2 separate regions of the Mus musculus genome follow, and region 1 is linked to region 2. Evidence: chromatin contacts called from public Hi-C data. All regions are on one chromosome and are shown on one strand. The core of a region is the stretch at or near the end of the contact, and the rest is flanking DNA. Distances in the headings are between cores, read along the strand shown. Region 1 overlaps Hpcal1 (hippocalcin-like 1). Region 2 overlaps Nol10 (nucleolar protein 10).

Region 1 (3,178 bases), core at 314-2,813, 370 kb before region 2:
GGAGCTGAACAACACGGAGCAGTCTGGGATGGTAAGGAAGAGTAAGAGAGGAATGGAGAAACGGATGATGTAGGGTGTGGGGAGGAGGGAAGGCTAGGGAAAGAAAGAGGAAATAAATACCATCAAACCCAAGGAATTCAGATTCATTTCTTGAAGGTTGGTTCAAGTTGGGTGAAAACCAGAATAAAAACCTGAAGCAACAGATGTAAAGGCCTGGGATCTATACCCACTTGTAATGACAGATTCAAACACTTGCACAAGCCCAGATATCCTGAACATTGCCAGCCTCAGGATGGTCTGGGAGGGCACTTCTTGAAGCACATACTTTCTCGAAAGGCTTTTGATCAGTGCAGCCCTGAGCAGATAGACCCCAGCTCTAAGATGCGACTCCTCCACAGAGCAGTCTGCTAGGGTACATGAGAGGGCTCTTTCCCCTCAGAGACATTAATGTTCTTTTCCCACCCTCCTGGCTGGTAGGTCCACTGCTCCCAGTCGACAGCAGAAAGCTACATTTTGCCCAGGTCCCTGACTGAATGATGTCCCCAGTGAATGGGAGCAATAGAATTCATGTGCCCCCAGTGAATGAGCTTCGGCCACATTCTAATAATATGCCTTGGGCAGAAGTCAACCAAGAGAACTGTCACCTTAAATATTAGATGAGGTAGCTATGTATTGACACAGGGATCTGTCCTCAGGGCAAGAGACCCCTGTGAATTTGGGGGCTACAAGTATAGCTTCTGTACCCACTCCACAAATTAGGTTGTTTTGTTTTGTTTTGTTTTTTCTTCTTCTTCTTTAAGCTCAAAAGAAAACCTCCAGGGAATTGCTCACAAGCTATTTGACTCGTGGCTAATGTCTTCGGGAAGAAGTAAGAACAGAAGTCATGCTCATTAAACCATCATCACTCCCTCCCTTCCTTGCAGAGAATGCTAGGTAGGGGAGTGGGATGTGCCGATGGCCCCTCAGTGACCCCAGCAGCTACAGTCTTGAGTCCAGGTGGGAACGTTTATGAGGAATGGTGTGGGAAGCTCAGAAAAGCTACCTTTGGCCATTTTGAGTCTTGCGATCACAGGGCCAGAAGCCACAGGTTCTGCATGGAGCCTCTGGGAGCCATGCAGAAACCTGACTATGAAGTTCCAGTGACAGGCATTAACTGAATGCCTACTATGTGAAGCCCCAGTGACAGGCATTAACTGCATACCTACTAAGCAAAGCTCTAATAACAAGCATTAATTGAAGACCTACTATGTGAACTCCCAGAGCAAAGCAAGGGGCATGCAAAGCTGTGTAAGATATTCACTGCTGGCTACACAAGAGAGGCCTGGGTCCTTTCCTTCAACATAGAGCCTGTGCCCATTCTGCCAAATACAGTGTCAAGGCAGCTGGTGGGCAGAGGGTGAGGACACAGAGGTTGAGTTTCAAGATGAACCAACTGCTCCCCTTTCACCCACCCCCACCCCCAGGGCACACGGCTGGTTTCCAGTTCCCCAGGGCACAGCTGGGACGGATCTCATGACCAATTAACAGACAACACAGGAAGGCCACAGTAATTGTTTCATGGGAGGAAGGAAGTTAGGGAGGGAGGGAACAAGCTGCCTGGGCACTCCTTGGATCCCTGAAGACCCAGCCATTGACAGTGGCTCTGCAGCCCACAGGCACTGTCCTCACCCATGCTTCTGTACCACTCTGTAGAATCTGGTCCAGCCTGCCCCACCAACCCCTGCTCCTTTTTTGTTAAACAGGGCCTCACTTTTCCTAAACAGGCCTCTAACATGCAGTGTTGCTGAGGCTGATCTTAAATTTCTGATACTCCTGATTTCATCTCCTAAGTGCTAGGATTACAGGTGTGTGTGTGTGTGTGTGTGTGTGTGTGTGTGTGTGTGTGTGTATGTATGTACCAGTTCATGCTAGGGATGGAACCCAGAACTTCATGCATGCTAGGTAAACTCTGCCAACTGAGCTATGCTATGTATCCCAAGCCCTCAGTCCTTCCTTTCTAAGCCATAGTATTAACTCCAGCCAAAGAGCGGGCTTTCTGGAGACCTGAAGACCCCAGCAATTGCAGACAGTGAAACATTTGTTGAGGGTCTCATGTGTCCTCAGTATTTCTAGCCTGAAAGTTGACACACTGGGTCAGGGAAGTCCAAGAGTATTCAAAAGATCAACTAGAGAGAAATTGGAAATCTGGGTTGTTCCAGGAACTCAGGAACTTGTATCCAGGGTGAGCCACGGGAAAGGGAAGAAAAGGATTGACATGGACCCCACCTGGAGAGGCCAGGATCTAAGTGGGAGGCATCTGAGCTGGCTCAGCTCTGGTTGAGAGAGTCCAGACCTCTTGCCCACAGGAATGGACAAGCTCTCAAAGGAGTCCCTGTTAGGATCAAGGAACCCAGGTGACTGTCAGTTAAATTGTTCTCCAGCTAGCCAAGATCCAAGCTGGCTTTGCTGACCAGTGGCCCAGGGCATCAGCTCACACTGAATCTGATCTAAAGCAAGTGTCAAGAGAGGGGAGGTGGTAGGTTTCCCCAACAGCCTGTGAGGGCACTGGTTCCCATACCTCTGAGAATTCCACTGTGGACCAGAGGGACAAGTGCACTCACTGTAGCTGTGTGTGTTCTCACAGCTGTCAACACTGTTCTCCAGGCAAAACCTCCCGAGATAAAGTTAGAGAGGACATTGATACTGCCAAGTCATTGTTGTCCTAAAAATAAGCCCTGACTTTCAACACAGGAAAGATTTCCCACCCTACCCTCTGACCAGGACACTCCCCACAGGAATCTACTCCAGGAAAGATGGCCTGCTGCCTGAGATGTTACCTAGGGTTTTCACGCTGGTCATCTCTAGGTAGGGATCATTACAGGGTGGGTCAGCTAAACTACTCTCTCCTATAGCACACCCAATCTCCAGCCATTAACCCAGAATATTCTAGAGCTAGTGGTTCTTACTCTTCCTAATGCTGTGACTATTTAATACAATTCCTCATGTTGTGGTGACCCCAAACCATACAATTATTTTCATTGCCAATTCATGCAGTAGTTTTGTTACTATTACTAATCATAATGTAAATATCTGATATGCAGGATAGCTGATATGTGACCCTTAAAGAGGTCAAGATCTACAGGTTGAAAGACGCTGTTCTAGAAGAAGCTGTTAACCAAAGAACCCTTTCTGTGCAACA
Region 2 (3,375 bases), core at 548-3,047:
GTTTACCTGCTGAGCCACCTCACAGGGCCCCAGGCTTCTTTTATAATGTCTTGTGACTTTCCTTTTGATTACTTACCTGGATTTTCATGGAATTATTTTAATTTGTTTCTCGGGAGACAGGCCTACTTATGATAAATAATCTCTACAAACAGATTTGTGGCCATTAAATTTTCCACCAAGTCCAGGATTAAACCTATTTGTGACTTTATTGAGCACATTTCCCACTTCCTTTCCATACAGACCTCACAGCCACCGTGAGGAAGTGGAGCTTACTAAAGGTGTTAACTCTGCACTCCTCCACACTAGGGCTTTCCTCACAGACCTACCAGTAAGTTGAAAAAACCATGGTCATGATTTGTTATATTTACAATGACTACATATTAACGTATCAAAGTCCCTTGCTGTCTTCCAAGGCATAATGTTACATGTCAGATAATCCTCCTTAGACACACTAATTACTAAGTTTTGCTTTTATAACTTGAGAAAAACTTTTTTTTTTAACATCTGATGACCTGTTAACTTTCCATCAGCCATGCCATGCTTTCTGAGCTAGGAGCTGTAGCTCAGAGAACTCACTTAACACATTCCAGGTCCTGAGAGGATGAGATGGCTCAATTGGCCGTGGTAAAGGCGCCCACTGTCTAGTCTGGTGCCCACTGCCTAAGCCTGGCAGCCTAAGTTCTATCCCTGGGACCCACATGGTGTAAAAAGTTGTTCTCTGACCACAACACGTGTGTGGCCACATATATATACAATACACAAATAAGTAAGCAAGTCCAAAAAAAAAAAAAAAAACAGAACTATAGTTGCTGACTATCAGCAATGCTGATGCAGTTTACTGTTTGGACCTAGGTTTAAGCCCCAGGAGTCTGACTTTATCCCTTCAAGTGGTCACTGAGGTCACTATAGAATAATCCTATCACTTGGCAGCCACTCAAGTTAACTATTAAGTTATTTTAATTATTTTCAGGGCATTTTAAAAACAGACAGAAATTAAAAAAAAAAAAAAAAAAACAGACAGAAATTCTGGGATTCAAGCAATAAAACACCACCATTCCTAGTCCCTTGAATGCCAGAGGCCAAGTGCACACTGTTGTGACCTCAGTGACCACTCGAAGGGATAAAGTCAGACTCCTGGGGCTTAAACCTAGGTCCAAACAGTAAACTGCCATTCTCCCCATGAAGCTATCACCTTCATCAGAAATAACTGGGCCCAGGCTTTACAGCACAGAACATTTGGCATCTTAAAAAATAGTAATAGAGTAAATATAACGTAGGTTATATGAAATGTCAGGTGCTATCTGGGTTAGTGTCCCATTGTTAAACACATTAAGAATGTCTATAACAGAATCACGTATATTCATATCACTGCGTTAAGACAAGACAAAATGAAGATAAGAAAGCCTCATTAATGTCAATCCAGGTAAAACTTGAGTCCTAAGGAATCAGGTCAGTTATAAAAAAGAAAACAATAGTTTTTTAAAAATAAAAATTACAGGTAAGAAAGAGATGATGGTACTGTACTAGAATACACACACACACACACACACACACACACACACACACACACACACACACACACTATTGCTTCCTGTAGCAAATAAATATCAAACTTAGCTAAGTTATAATATAAAGATTTCCTTCTATAGCTTATTCCATGTTGGCTATAAGACCCACCAGCACCACTTGTGTTTCCCAATTTTGACAGCTGAGGCTTTATAATGAGCGATCACAGACTGGGTGAGCCAAAGGGAGGAGCTGTCTTTGAGCATGTAATTGCATTTGCAGCATAATGAGCTGCCTAATTGCACATCCAAGTTTACAGGCATTAGCCTGAGTACTATGAGTCATCCAAAGGTGCACTGCTCTGCAGTAGCCTTTTGTCCTCTGATCCCAAAACTCAGATTAGCATTACTACAATTTAATCTCAGTGCTTATGCTTTATTTTATTTTGGGGAACAATCTGAGCCCAGGCTGGTCTCGACTCACTGAGTTCAGAATGGCCTTGAACTGCTCATCTTTCTACCTCTGTCTTTCAAGTGCTGGGACCATAGGCATGAGCTATAATTCAGCAGTGTTTACTTTTGAAAAGGAGAAAAATTATCTGCCATGATTTACTTTTGATTTAGTTTAGAAACATATTTTGGGGGATGGAGAGATGGCTCAGCAAGTAAGAGCACTGACTGCTCTTCCGAAGGTTCTGAGTTCAAATCCCAGCAACCACATGGTGGTTCACAACTACCCATAATGAGACCTGACACCCTCTTCTGGTACGTCCAAAGACAGCCACAGTGTACTTATGTATAATAATAAATACATCTTTGGGACAGAGCAAGCAGGGACCACAGTGTACTTATGTATAATAATAAATAAGTCTTTGGGACAGAGCAAGCAGGGATTGAGCGATAGGGGTTGATTGAAGCGAGTGGGCTGACTGGAGCAAACAGAGGTCCTAAAAAAAAATTTCAATTCTCAACAACCAGATGAAGGCTCACAACCAGATGTACAGCTACAGTGTACACATATAGATTAATTAAATAAATAAATCTTTAGAAACATAGTTTATATACTAAAAATAGGAAAAACAAGGCTAAATAAGACAGACCCTGTTTATGGTGCTCTCTCCCTGTCGGCTGGTCTACGCAAGGCTCTGACAGTACAAATGAGCAGACAGCATGTCTACATTTAAGAGCCAAGGAAGACTGGACATCCCAAGCAAACAGTTAAATACAAAAGTAAAGCCAATATTAAGAATTACAAGGAGCTGTCAGTTACTAACAGCAGCTCCTACCCCTAAGCCTTGTTAAAATGACAGTAAACACGTATGAAAAGGACTTTAGGACAGAGGAGGCACAGTGGCGCAGGGAGCACACCTCGTCAGCAAGCGCACAGACAGAAGGCCAGCGGCAAGAGCGGGAAGACTGAGACCGTCCCTCACGGTGCGCCTGGGCAGACAGGAGGAGGCATGGCACGAGGAAGGGGGTGACAGGGCTGGGGACACCTAATTCCCACCATCTCTAGGGAGACAGAATACACAGATCTCTGGTAAACCCAAGCTGCACTGCATGGCTTTGGGGCTGAAAGGACAAAGGTGGAAATGACTCAAGCTGTGGGGCTAAAATGACAACTGTCCAAATGTCAGGCCCTGAGATCCTTTGTCCCGGTCCCTTAAATACCAGAGGCCAAGTGGGCACTGCTGTGCTTGCACCTCAGGAAGAACCCAGGAAGTAGTCTCTGAAGAAAACCAAAGGTCCTGAGGCACTGGTGTCTGGAAACAGTGGCTCAAAGGATCAAAAGGAAAACGTCCAGGGGACAAGACAAGGTGCAAAGGGATTCCCAGGCAGCAGTCCACTGCCTCACTCTCACACAGGGAGC

The links. A called contact is a pair of places that touch in the nucleus more often than the background predicts.
Region 1: a Hi-C map of the N1E-115 cell line shows a contact between it and region 2, with 3 times the contacts expected there. The contact joins two enhancer-like sites. A contact is called at or near these places in 1 of 484 Hi-C or Micro-C datasets (the N1E-115 cell line) and 3 of 115 datasets of contacts at active chromatin or transcription factors (embryonic stem cells and extraembryonic endoderm stem cells).

What each region holds. Positions count from the first base shown.
Region 1 is chr12:17,769,101-17,772,278 of GRCm38.p6, reverse strand. All of the region lies in intron 2 of Hpcal1 (hippocalcin-like 1), which reads right to left. Among named protein-coding and RNA genes, the nearest start is that of Gm51995, 33 kb to the right of the region's middle. Within about 2 kb of position 1,563, at least 61 of the 459 cell types and tissues checked have an H3K27ac peak or open chromatin away from gene starts, as enhancers often do. A contact at or near this core is called in the N1E-115 cell line, where this site is marked.
Region 2 is chr12:17,395,778-17,399,152 of GRCm38.p6, reverse strand. The region is part of intron 13 of Nol10 (nucleolar protein 10); the gene reads right to left. Among named protein-coding and RNA genes, the nearest start is that of Gm36752, 39 kb to the left of the region's middle. Within about 2 kb of position 1,797, at least 13 of the 459 cell types and tissues checked have an H3K27ac peak or open chromatin away from gene starts, as enhancers often do. A contact at or near this core is called in the N1E-115 cell line, where this site is marked.